2 separate regions of the Mus musculus genome follow, and region 2 is linked to region 1. The links are chromatin contacts, called in public HiChIP or PLAC-seq maps. All regions are on one chromosome and are shown on one strand. Each heading gives the region's core, a stretch centred on a gene start, on an enhancer-like site or on the middle of the called end of the contact. The rest is flanking DNA. Distances are from core to core; before and after follow the strand shown. Region 1 has its middle 17 kb from the start of Slc45a3. Region 2 holds the start of Cdk18 (cyclin-dependent kinase 18).

The links. HiChIP or PLAC-seq counts read pairs in DNA pulled down with a chosen protein or histone mark.
Region 2: a contact with region 1 is called in an HNF4G HiChIP or PLAC-seq map of pancreatic cancer cells. The contact joins the promoter of Cdk18 here to the enhancer-like site in region 1. A contact is called at or near these places in 2 of 39 promoter capture datasets (the SN4741 cell line and neural stem cells), 1 of 484 Hi-C or Micro-C datasets (Sertoli cells), 3 of 115 datasets of contacts at active chromatin or transcription factors (bone marrow-derived dendritic cells, embryonic stem cells and pancreatic cancer cells) and 2 of 9 other capture datasets (liver and pancreatic islet).

The regions. Positions count from the first base shown.
Region 1 is chr1:131,942,231-131,948,772 of GRCm38.p6, forward strand. No RefSeq gene overlaps it. Among named protein-coding and RNA genes, the nearest start is that of Slc45a3, 17 kb to the right of the region's middle. Within about 2 kb of position 3,626, at least 20 of the 459 cell types and tissues checked have an H3K27ac peak or open chromatin away from gene starts, as enhancers often do. A contact at or near this core is called in pancreatic cancer cells, where this site is marked.
Region 2 is chr1:132,135,555-132,142,096 of GRCm38.p6, forward strand. It overlaps Cdk18 (cyclin-dependent kinase 18), which reads right to left and starts at 4,131. Exons shown (of 16, transcript NM_008795.2): 1 at 3,856-4,131.

The DNA of each region.
Region 1 (6,542 bases), core at 2,376-4,875:
CAAGTCACCTGAATTACTAAGGTGGAGTTTGGGGTGGTTTTTCTTAGTATCAGTACACAGAACGATTGATGTTCATCTTTTTAGTTTCTTGTAGGAAAAGGGAATTTTACCCAGTGATTCCAAACTGTATCCCTAGTTATATAGATAACATATTCTAACTAATATGAGAAGTGTTAATGTGGGTCTGCAACACAGATTAGAAATACTTGTTCAGGGCTAGGGAGTAGAGCTCAGTGGTTAGGCACTTACTGCTTATTGTGTTCTGTGAGGTCATGGCTTCTATCCCCAGCAATGAAGAAAAATGACATATTTTTTTGGTATGTGAAATGAGCCTATTTTGGTGTCCTTTGCATTTGGAATTTAAATAGAAAGCAAAACACAAAAGTAGACTCTCAGTCCCCTGCAGAACCACTTAGCTGATGAAATGTGATGCCCTGTGTTCTCAAATGTTAAAGCCAGGCGGGAAATGCTTTTTCTGGGGCCTAATCACGAGCCCCTTTATGACTAATATTTTGGCAGCTGAACCCAGGGACAAGCCACAAGATGGATGCCTCCGCCCCCCACGAGTTCTTCAATCTGCAGGGAACAAAGACTAAGTTTCAACAGATAGTAAAGAGTGTGATTTACGTCTGTTGGGCAGTGGTCAGCCTGTGTAAATGCAGTTGGTCAGGAACCAGTTATCATGCAGCAGCTCTTCCCTCAGATCATTGTGAGCATCGCTGCAGTGTTTTAGATAGATAACTCCCAGGAGTCCTAAGTTCCTCTTGTGTTATCTGGCTGTTCGTTTTGGCTTTAGTCAGATTTTCAGTTTTCTCTGCTCAGTTGCTATCACTGAGTTCCGTTAATGTGCATGACACGCGCTTCCCCTCACTAGACATTTTGAACAAGTGTCAGCGTTTAAGGTCGTGAGAACTGTATTTTTTGTTCCCATTAAGAGCGTGGTACTGAAAAAAACAAAAAAAAAACAAAAAAAAACAAAAAAAACCCTGAAAACTAGGATAGTGTTCTTCCTCTATACGTGGCTCTGTCCAATTCTTGTAGAATTGATGCTCAGGTTTTAATGTCTTATTTCACTTTTGAGACAGTCTTGCCTCAGACAGTAGCCCAAGCTGCCTCAGGCTCCCCAGTGCTAGACTTTGAGGTATGTGCCACCGCGCCCAGGTCAGGATGATGTTTGGAATTTAAGCATATTCATCTCCCTTTTCTAACTCCAGAGGCAGAGCAGAGCAGTTGGAGAGTGAGGTATTAAGGAAGGACTCTGCAAATTGATACTCTGGCTGCCCATAAAAGTGTTTTATATCAGGGCTTCTCCAAACATGGCCCTGGCTAGTAGCCTCAGTCTTAGCTGGGAACTTGTCTGAACTGTAAAATCCTTGACCTGCTGAATCTCAAACTGGGCATAGGACCTAGAAGTTCAAGTTAAACAAGCCCTGCTGTTGACTCTGTTGGCCATTTCCAATGTAAAGTACGCGCAAGGATCAGCTGGACTCAGTTTCACTGTTTCTCGCCCATCTTCCTCCTCGTTTCTCTTCCCCACACCCCCGCCGCCTTTAGAGTAAGGTGACTGGCACAGACAGTTTTGGTGTCATGAGGCCGATGGTTCAGTTAACAGCACCAGTGAAATCTCTTACCACCTCATACTCATTTGCCAATACTGACAAATATTTGTGTGTGTGTGTGTGTGTGTGTGTGTGTGTGTGTGTGTGTGTATGCCACCCATGTGGATAGAGGCCAGATGACAACTTTGTGGAGTTGGCTCTCTCCCCCACTTTCCATGAGTTCTAAGGATTGACTTCAGGTCTTCAGGCTCACACATCAAGTGCCTTTACCCACGGAGACATCTCTCTGGCCTGGAAGTAAATCAGTTTCTTTCCTGGATATTTCATTCGCCTGTTGGAGTCACCAGGGATAGAGGTGACCTATTTTTCATCTGTCCCTCTGTTACACACCTCTTCTGACTCCTCTGCCTTTTATCCTGTGACTCCAAAATCTTGTCTGCTAAGTGGGCATGGTGGCTGGCTTGTAATTGGAACCCCACCACACCAGAGGCTGAGGCAGAAGCTGCAGGTTTGAGGGCAGTGTGTGTTGCATAGTGATTTCTAGGTTAGCCTGGGCTACAGAATGAGACTTTAAGGACAGCCATGTTACGTTGTTCCATGAAGCAGTATGTATGGTGTGAGCCACTCCTGGTTATGATCACCTGAAGGTGTTTGTCTAATAGTAGGTAGAATTCTTGGTGAGTTTGTCCTTAGCAAGGAAAAAACAAAAAACAAGAAAAAAACCAAAACACCAATACAGTGCTGGCAAGATATCTCAGTGGATAAAGCTGCTTGCTGTTGAGACTGACCACCTAGCTAAATTCCACTTGAAATTCATATGGTAAGAGGAGAGAACTGACTCCAGAAAGCTGGGCCCTCCATGTGGACCAGTCTGTGTGCACATGCACACAAATAAATAAATCTTAAAAGAGGGGGCTGAGAAGATTGTTACATAGGTATGAACTTTTGCTCTGCAAACACAAGGACCTAAGTTCGAGTGCCTAGCCCCTACATAACAAACAACCCCAGCATTGGTTCTCAGAGACAGATGAATCCAGCAAGCTTGATTGCTGATGGCCATCCTCATCACAAGAGTGAACTCCTGGTTCACTGCCACCCCATCTCAATGGAAGTAAAGCTGAGAGCAATAGAAAAGACCTGATGCCACCTGGTGCACTGCCTTTAATTATTCCAGTCCTCAGGAGGCAGAGGCAGGCAGATCTCTGAGTTCAAGGCCAGCCTGGTCTACAGAGCAAGTTCTAAGACAGCCAGGGCTACACAGCACACAGCTTGTTTTTACAAAAAAAAAAAAAAAAAAAAAAATCCACCCTATATCTTACTCTGGGTTCCATATGTGTGTGCATAGGCATACCCACCTGTACATCTGTGTGCAGGCACCACATACCCACTAACTCACCAAGAATCCCATCTACTATTAGGTTCCCTACAGAGTCAGGCCTTATTTGAATTATTTTTCCCACTCTAGAAAGACAACTGGACAAATACCTTCAGGTGATCATATTCAAGAGCGGTGTATAGCACACATACAGTTTCATCTAACAAGGTAACATGACCGTCCTTAGGAAGAAACTGAAATCTAGAAATGGTTAAACAGTGTGCTCCCCACCTACATCACGGATAGCCTGATACCCCAACACTGGGCAAATATTGATTGACTAAAGTCAATTGGGATCGATTGCAATTTGGTTCCCATCACATGTGTCCCAGAACAGCTTCTGGCAGAAGCACCAGGCAGCCAGAAGCTAAATGAAAGGAACATGGCCGTAGTAGCATCTAGAGAAAAGCTCAAGGGCCTGGGTTTGTTTCTCCACTAACCAGCCAGGGCCTCAGTAAGATCCTTAGTCTTCCTGAGTTCCAGGGTTTTTTACTGCAGTGAGCTGGCTGCTTCTCATCAGTGCTGTGATGAGACCTTGTGAACGTTTGCAGAAGGGTTTCCCCTGGAGCCTGAGAGGGTAATAACATGGAGCAGAAGCAAGGCACAGGAGCCGAGCCACAGTGCCACAGGAGCCGAGCCACAGTGCCGTCTGCTCTTGTTGCACAGGGAAGTTATCTTTCTGACTGTTTTCTCTAAGGGTGGAAGGATGGCGTCATTAGGTGAATAAGCAAAAGGGAGTGCCAGCTGGGACTCACACAGCCTTCCGCTCAGTGTTCCCTCCCCCACTACCTACACACACCCACCCACCCCCACCCCCACCCCCATGGGCCCCTGCATGCCTTGCCTTAGGTACTGTCTGTCTGTTTGTTCTGATCCTGAGAACCACCTGGTAAACACGGTGCTTCTGTATGTCTTTATGCATGTGGAGTGATCCAGAGAAGGGCTTTGGTTGGAATGTCCTAGAATCTAGTAAGGGTACAAGCCAGGCCTACTTCCCAGGATCCTCTTGACTGGTCAGATCTTCCGGTTTAGGGACCATGAGTGGTAAGCAGGTGGGAGTGGCAGAAAACTAGTATCCCCTAGTCTGATAAGGAACACATTGTCATGAGCTCCTACCTGGTCCTCACTCTCTGATGCTGAAGTGGAGGGGGAAGGGTGAGCAGATGCCTCCGGTGAGAAGCCTCTCTCTTCCTTCTCTTTTGCTGGATCCTGGCTGAGTCTGCCTGAGTCTCGTGGAGTGGGCTACACTTGAGATATCCCTCCAGTACAATTTTAGGTACCTCTGGCTCCCTGTAGAGTTTGCAGAATACCAAACTCTTAATCCTCCTGCCTCAGCCTCCCAAATGCTAGAAATCTAGCTTGCCTCATTCCTCCTTTTGGAATAGAAGAGGAAAGAGGAATTCAGAACTGAAACCTCAGAGGAACTGGTTTATCTAGATCAGGGCCTCCCAACCTTGACTCTGCCGGAGGCCAATTCTTTGTGCTGAAGGATGTTTTAGCAGCACATGTGACCTTCACTCAGTAGGTGCTAACAACACCCTCCCTCATGGTATAATCAAAAACTGTCTCCAGATGCACAAACAGACAAAACTGCCTTGAGTTGAGAACTATCAACCTAACTGGTTCCTGATTGGATGCTTTTGTCCCAGAGGCCCCTTCTGAGGGTCAAGAGTAGAGCAGGCTGATGTGAAGAATCTCAGCGTTTGACCTCCACGTTCCAAACACAACTCAGAGGAGCCCAAAGGAAGCCCTTTGCTTTCCGTATTGACCATTGCAGCTCACCCAGCTCACCAGGCCATTCATCTACTAAGACTGGCCCATATTTGCATCCAGACAACTCTCAGTTCCCTGTCCTCGCCCTTTGTTAAAACAAAAGGCATGTCAATGAAACAAAACAGATTTATGTCATCAACGTGGTTTTTTTTTTTTTTTTTGGGGGGGGGGGGTGGCGAGACAGGGTTTCTCTGTATAGCCCTGGCTATCCCGGAACTCACTTTGTAGACGAGGCTGGCCTCGAACTCAGAAATCTGCCTGCCTCTGCCTCCCGAGTGCTGGGATTAAAGGCATGTGCCACCACGCCTGGCCTCATCAAAGTTTTATGTGATGTGCGAACCTTCAGATGGAAGACCCAAAGACCCAGGAGAAACTCTCCACCTTTATGTGGGGTTGATGAAGAAGGAACAGGCATACGGAAAAATGGCCTGACAGAATGATGACCGAGGAGGACCTGGCACGGCTGTTTGGGTTCTCATTGGCCTCTCTGTGACGTGTGGGGTGGGACTCTGCTGGAGTGTGTGTGTTAGGGGAGGCGGGTGTCTTTGACCTTGATAAAAATTCCTTTATGACTAACCCTTATACAGAAAGAGGGACTTAGAGTTCAGAGGGCTAGCTTCTCGGGGAAAGGACCTCAGCATCTGTAACCCACCTTGAGGGAGGGTAGAGAATCTGGTGTGTGAAGCTTGTCTCAGCAGAAAGGATATGAGACAGAAGACCAGAGAATCCCCCAAATGAGGCCTCAGGGGCCTTCCTCTTGAGACACTGTTTTCTGAACCCTAAAAAGAGGCAAACTCTGGGACGCTGGATCCTTTCCGCCTCAGACTTCTCCTAGTTCCCAGGGCAAATTACACGCTTCTGTAATGAAAGGAAATAGTTCCAGGGCTGAGCTGGGGAACCCAAGTCCCTGATGCCCCCTCCTCAGGAGTATGCTGGGAAGGGAAAGAAGAGAAGCTGTTTCTCTTGCCTGTACTTTTCTCTATCCTTGCTAGGGAGCCCAGTCCAGCCTGGGACAGGGACTGCTTCCTTCAGCCAGCAGAAGCTTCCAAACCTGCCCCAGGGCAGAGCTAGACATGGCAATTCCAGAGAAGCTGAATAGAGGGTGAGATTGCATGGGAGGAGAGGACCCTGATAGATTTTACTCTCAATCCTTTAGCTGCTGCCTGGGAGTGTGGTTGTCCCCTGCCACTGCTGTGGACAGCCCCTGGCACAGAGCTGACCAGCACAGACACAGTGGGGAGCAGGTGACACTGGCTGCCTTCTCAGGATAGGCCTGCAGGATTATCCTCTGCCACTAGGCTTTCCTGGGTCAGTGCCTTCCCTGGCAGGTGGTTTTAGAAAAACAGTCTCTGTGGGGCCATAGGCGAGGAGACAGAGGGGACAGCTGTGGGGACAGGAAACATCTGGGCTGCTGCTTTGCTAGAGTGGTCACTCCTATAGCACAGTGCAGGATGTGATCCTTGGGGACCACTGTAGAGAGGGAGGAGGAGAGGGATGAGCTGGGAGGTAGGGGTGCAGAGCCAGGATGCTCTTCCCTCTCTCAGTCACCCCTTCCAGCTCTCCAGAAAAATAAAATACCAACCTTTGGGGTGACAGGGATGGGGAAATGAGGAAATGAAGTCATGGCGTGGCCCTTTGCTGACTAGTCAGCAGTTTCTTCCCTGAGGAAAATCAGGACAAAGAACCAGGAAGATGATGCCAGGATACATTAGAGACTATAAACTCATAAGGACAGGTCTCTCCATCTTGAAAAGCAAAAACATTTATTTATTTATTTATTTATTTATTTATTTATTTATTTATTTATTTTAAAACATCATTAGGGACAGAACTTA
Region 2 (6,542 bases), core at 2,881-5,380, 190 kb after region 1:
TAAAGTGAATGGGCAGAAATCACGCTGGAGCTTTCTCAGAATTTCCTGAGATGATAAGGCAGAGTGAGGCAGGGGATGCCGTAAGAGAATTCTCCTCCTACCCTGGGATGGAGCCCTTCTGTCTCTCCCTACTACAGAGATCCTGCCGTCAGAAAAGACTCCATGCACCATCGGCCCTCCATGATGACATCAGGTAAGGCAAGAAGCTAAGGCCTATGGGAGACATGACCTCACTGCAATCCTCAAAACCACATGAACCATTTTAAATTTGGGAAGTTGGAGCTTGCGGGGGAGCAAATTGCTGACCCAAAGGCAACCAGCTATTGAGTGGCAGGGGCAGGGTTATACTCACTGAGCCTCGGCCCCCACCAGCGGCTGGCAGGAGACATGCGCTTGTAAATAGTGAACAAGAAAAGTCAACCAGCCATTTGGGGCCATTCTTCCCACTTTGCCTGTTCCCAAGGAACACATCAGCTAATGGGGGTAGGGGTGGGGGTGGGGAGAGGACGAGTTCAAATCCCCAGCATCTATGGAAAGGTCAGTGCAGCCCTGTAACCCCATTAATAGGCAGCAGAAACAGGGGAGCCCAAGGACAGGTGGCTGGCCAGTTAGCCTGACCAAAAGGATGAGCTCCAAGCTCAGCAAGAGCCTGTCTCAAGGAAAGATTAAAACACAAAACAAAACAAAACAAAACAAAACAAAACAAAACAAAACAGCCATAAGCATAATTAAGAAGATATCTGACAATACCAACCTCTGGCCTAAACACACATAATTAAAAATAAATAAATAAATAAATAAATAAATAAATAAATAAGAGTCAGCCCAGCATGATGGCACTTGCCTTTAGTCTCCTAGCATTTGGGAGGTAGAGAGCAAGTGGATCTCTGTAAGTTCAAAACCAGCCTGGCCTGCATTCTGAGGACAACCAGGACAACGAGGAGAGACCCTGAGTCAAAAGGAGGGCATGGCATATCCAGGGTGTACATACCCAGAAAGTTTGGGCCAGTGTCTTCCCTGGAAGTGTGTCCTGACTTACCAGGGTCCTGCTTGCTACCAGGCAGCTCTGGGACCCTTTTCAATCCAAAGCCAAACCTCAGACCCTGCCTCCCGATCCCACCCCCTCAGCTGACAGGGCCTTCGGAACATTCTGCACACGGCTCCAGCAGACTGACCAGGCTGAAATGCACCCGGATCCTCTGTCCTTCCCCCTGATACTCTGCCACAGGCCTGCTGGGTCTGGCCTCCAGCCCTATAGTGATATACAGCCTCTGGGTCTAGGTCTGTGTGTGTGTGTGTGTGTGTGTGTGTGTACGTGAGCACACTCAGGTATAGGAGCCAGTGCTAACCTTGGTGTGTTCCTACCCTCTGAGATGGGAAAGTGCCAGCTCAGCAGTGAATGCCTAGAGAGCGAAGGTGAAGGGTCCAGGGAAGAGGAGAGAAAGGGTTACTGGGGGACACACAGCCCAGGGAAAGAAATGTGACTTATTCCCAAAGGAGTGGAGCTAAGCAGGTAGACCTGGAACTCAGCCAGTCAGTCCCTTGTGGACAGCAGAGCAGAACAAGGACTGCAAATAATTAAGTCCCAGGAAAGGGTCCTCTTACCCCAGGCGCAGGGTCCTGCCAAAGTCCTGCAGCCTACCTGACCCACCAGTACCCAGAAGGCTTAGTACCTGGCACAGACTGCTGGCCTTTCCTGACATGTTTCCATTCAGCCCACCCACCCACCCATTTCTTATAGAGAACTCTCCTCTCCAACCAAAAGGGGGGAAACTTCTAGCCAAGGCCTTGGCTTGCCGGGGTTTCATGGTCTTCCGCCCCAGAGTCAGCCACGGGGTATGACTAGGACATCGCCTTTCCCAGGCCTCACCACCACATGATCACCTCGGCTTCCATGTGTTATACAATAACAGCCCTCCCTACCAGGAGCCCCTCTCCAAACAGAACACTGAGCAAGTTCGAGAGTTTGCTGGGAGCCACAAAATCAATAGGAGGATTCTAGAAATGGCTTAGATTTGACCATCCTTTCTCATCTTCAGGTCCCAAACTCAGAGAAGGAAAGATGGAATCAGGAGAGGAGGAGGAAGAAGACGAGGAGGAGGAGGAGGAGGAGGAGGAGGAGGAAGAGGAGGAGGAGGAGGAGGGAGAGGAGGAAGAGAAGGGAGAGGAGGAGAAAGAGGAAGAGGAAGAGGAGGAGGGGCAGAAGAGAAGGCTAGAGTGAGGTAGGAGTCAGAAGACCCAAGCCAGGCTTTTTCCCTATGAAGAGCGGCCTCTTCCCCTGGGAGCAGGATCAATTAACTGACAGAGAACACAGGGTTTGGAGAGAAACACAATCCCATTCCCTCTGGATCTCAGGGCAGCTATCCCCTCCCCGAACAATCCCAGACTAGGAATCCACTTGTTTCTCAGATTATTGTCCCTCTGGTAAAGCCTGGGTCTGCCTGGGGAGCCTGATTACTTAGAGAACTACCCCTGTCCTCCCTGGGAATTCCAGCCCAGGAAGAGCAGGAGTTGGGACCGGGCTTGGGGTCAGATAGATGTAGACCGGATTGAACCCGTTACATCACTCTCACCCACCCCTCCCCCAGTCTGTTCCTTGGCTAGTGCATTAGTGATCATAACACTCATGAACTATCATAACATTATTATGACACCTTGCTTGGCACATTGCAGAGATTGGAGACAGGAGCTGGGGCAGAGGGAGCCTCCGATGCAGCCCAAGTCCACAGGCATAGCTGCCTGTTGGCCACACCCCAGAAGCTATCCCAGGCCCAAGGCATGACAAAGACATGCGTTCTTGAGACACAAGGATTTGGATCCCCACCTACCCCGCCTCACTGTGGGCTATGTGCCTCCATTGAATCTCACATCTGATAGGGTGGGGGCTTTGCGACCCACGGGGCCCAGGCCACACAACACAGCTGGGTAGGCTGGGGAAGATTGCTCAAGGCCGAGCTGGGATGACAAAGAGGGGCAGATGGCAGCAGCCAGAACTCAGAAGGTTCTGAGGACTGCCCCTATCCCACAATTCTACCCCTGCTCCTGGGAAAGCTTAAGAGAAATATATGAGGCCGCTGGAGCCTAGAGGGGTGCTGACCCCTCAGTACAGGGAAAACAACCCCAAGGCCATCAGGGGCCTGTCCCCCAACCGCGTGGAACAGAGCCTCTGACCCACCCCATTTTCAGAGTCCTGTTTGTGACCTCCAAACAGAGCAGTCAAGCCATGCGTTTGAAGAGCGAGCCACCCACCCTCCTTTCCCACACGCTATCAACCGCTGTCCACAGGAGGGGAGGATCATTGCTTCTCTGGACTTAGCCCAAGAGAAGAGACACGTTCCCTAGCGACTCTCCTCACCACGCAGCCAGCGCTCGGGGCTTCACCTGTCCTCAGTTTTCCCCAGGTCTCTGGCCTACCACCCATGGCCTGTGGGGCTGGAAAGTTCACGAAAGCCCAGAAAGCTCTTCGAGGTGGCAATCTGGCCCTACACTCTCCTGAATCCCTTCGTTATCGGGACTCCTGACCCTTGTCCTTCCCATAAGGAAAGCACTTAGCGTCTGGCTTGTGCCTGGGAGGGGAACTTTTGCGTTTGTAGGGTTCCGACGGAGGTCAGGGCCAAAGGGAGTCCGGGATCCAGAGTCCCCGCGGGGCACGCGTTCTGCCTCAGCACCTGGAACTTGGGAGTGGCTTTCCCAGGGCATCCTTCACCCCACACACACACCAAAAAAATAAATAAATAATAAAAAAATAAAACGCAAGCGCGCCTGCCGAGCGCCCATCGCCTATGGCAGCTGGGGAATTCTGCCCAAATCTCCAGCGCAAAGGCAGTCGGCCCCTTTAAGGACCGCCCGGCTTACCTTTGCTCAGCTTGCCCGGCGCGGTGCCCCTCTCTGGCCGCCGCGGCGGACTCTGCGCGTGTCCCGGTCGTGGCGAGCCGGCTCCCGCCCTCCGCGGCCGCGCTGCCAGGCTTAGGTGCCCTGCCCCGCGCCCCGCCGGGGTCCCTACTCGGGACCCTGGCTCTTCCTGGCCCTGGAAAGGTGAGCGGTTTTCCCCCCAAAGAAGCTGTAACCTGAGCTGCGGGAGAAGGGAGAAGGGAGGGGTGCAGGAAGGTGGGTAAGAGGAGGAGGAAGGCAAAAGCCGGGCCCCAGCCAGAGTTTTTCACGTGTACAAGTTGACTCCGCCTTTGTCCGGACCGGCCCTGCCCACAGTCACTGCCAATCCCTTGCTCTCCCTCTGTCCCAGGGCCACCCCTTTCTCCCACTCTGGGAACTAAGGCCTGTGCTTCTTCCTGTTCCCCTCATAAGCTGGCCCTAAACTAAGTACAGGGTGAGGCCCTTTAGCCTGGACCACACCGGACAGGTCTCTGTCTCTACCCAACCTGCTGAGTGCCAATTTCGGGGGGTGGGGGGAGGGTAGTGGGGGCAGCGCCTAGCACCTAAGAGCTAATGTGCGATCTCAGGGCACAGGGCCTCGCCTATTCTCCTCTCTTTTATGGAGTGTGAAATTGTCACTTACCTGATAATATCTCCCTGATCCCTTCCCCCATCTCTGCCTCTCCATGGCCTGGAGGAAGAGTTCCTTCCCACATAGCATCCCTCTTCCACTATGAAGAGGAACAACTCTGTCCTTTTTGGCCAAGTGAATCAACTAAGAAGCTTTGCAGATAGGCAATGCTAAGTCAGGTCTCGGTTTACACAAGGGGAAACTAAGTCTCAGAAAGGAGACTGAAGAAGCCCAAAGTCCTACAAGGCTTAGAACCCAGGTCAAACATCATTCTCCCACACTGTCTAACGTCAGGGGTCAAAAACCACCACCAGGGGCGCTGGAGAGATGGTTAAGCAGTCCTGAGCAGTTACTGCTCTTGCAGAGGACCCCGGTTCCGTTTCCAGCACCCGCATGACTGCTCACAACTGTCTATAGCTCCAGTTCTAGGGAATCTGACACCTTCTGATCCATGGTGCCAAGAACATATGTGTTAGATACACACAGCTGTGGGCGAAATTCGCGCGTGCACACAAGCTAAATATAAATAAACCTTTTGTTTGTTTAAAGCACGCCACAAAAACGCTGGGGTGGGCTGAGGGTCAGCCTTCTTATGCTGGGGCCTTTTTATCCTTGCTTCCGGTGCTCTGCCGGGACTACATCAAAGAGGTCCTTGCCCTCTGTTCTTTTAGCAGATATGGCACATAGCTTCTGCAATCTGGGTGCCCTTGAGAAGGCTGCTTTGAGGAGAATGTGGTGTTGGAAAGAGGACAGTTTTCTTCTAAAAGACAGAGTCCTGAGGTCACAGCCACATGAGAGTGACTTATGGGTGGCTGACATCCCACAAGGGCCTACCAGCTCTTTGCTACCTTCCCTACCAGGGCATGGAGATTTTTCTGGGAATGAGTGTTTTATGCAGCTGTGGCTGCTACAAGCTGAAGGGCTGCAAAGAGTGCCTACAGCCAAGCCTCTGGATTTGGGACAGAGGATACCTGTCCTGTTCCATGAGTAACTAGGAAAACCTAGGCTTAGGCGTGGTGGGGAGGGCCTGCACTCAGGAGGAAGAGGCAGGAGGATCACTATAAGTTCAAGATCAGCCTGGTTTCCCCAATGAATTCTAGGCCAGCCACGGAGTGAGACATGCTCTCTAGAAGAGGAGGAGGAAAAGAAAGGGGGAGGGGGAGGAGAAGGAGGGAGGAGGAGGAGGAAGACAATGACAAAGACAGGGAGCAGGGAGGCTATGTCAATGCCAGGGAAGGTTGGAGGGCTGGACTATGCCTAAGTATTTAGAGGATTAGAGAAGATGGGGCCAAAGGGTAGAATTTCAGAGAGCCAGGGGGTAAGGTCAAAAGGTCTCAATAAACAGTTTCTGAACATCTTCTGCATGTCAAGCAGTAATCAGGTTTCTGAGCCCAGAGGATAAATAACACCCTGGACCCTCCCCTCCAGGAGTTTGTACGGAAGGGAAGCAAATGAGAAAGACGCTTAAGTCTGCTTTCCATTGCTATAACAAGCACCTGAGGTAACCAGCTTATAAAGAGAATGTGGAGGGGGGAAGAGGGAGGAAGGGGGAGGAGAGCATGCTTTTGGAGGGTCCAGTCTGTGAACAAATGACTGTCGCTTTTGGAACTATGGCAGTGTATGTCATGATTGGGAACAGGTGGAAGATTGAAGTCACTCATCTCGGAGCTTGAGAGTCAAAGAGAAGAGAGGGTGGTCTGGGGCCCCACTACCCTCAGGGGTCCATGCTCAGTGACCATCGGACCCTGACTCCAGGGTTTTGCCCCCTGCAGCCACAGGATGGCAACTGAGCCTTCAGAACACGGTCCCGTTGTGCACTAATACAGTGCAGAGGTCAGTGCTGGGTGACCGCCGGGGACAGTCCCCGTGCTCCGTCTGAGCTGAGGGTCACAGGAAGAGAACAGAGGTGATTCACGGTTCAGCAGGGTGACACGGAGCAGCACGGAGCAGCTCAGGAAAGAGATCTCACCAGGTCACCTTAGGGCACCCTCTCCAGCGGCCGGGGTCAAGGTCAGAAGTCAAGCCTGGTGACGAGTGATAC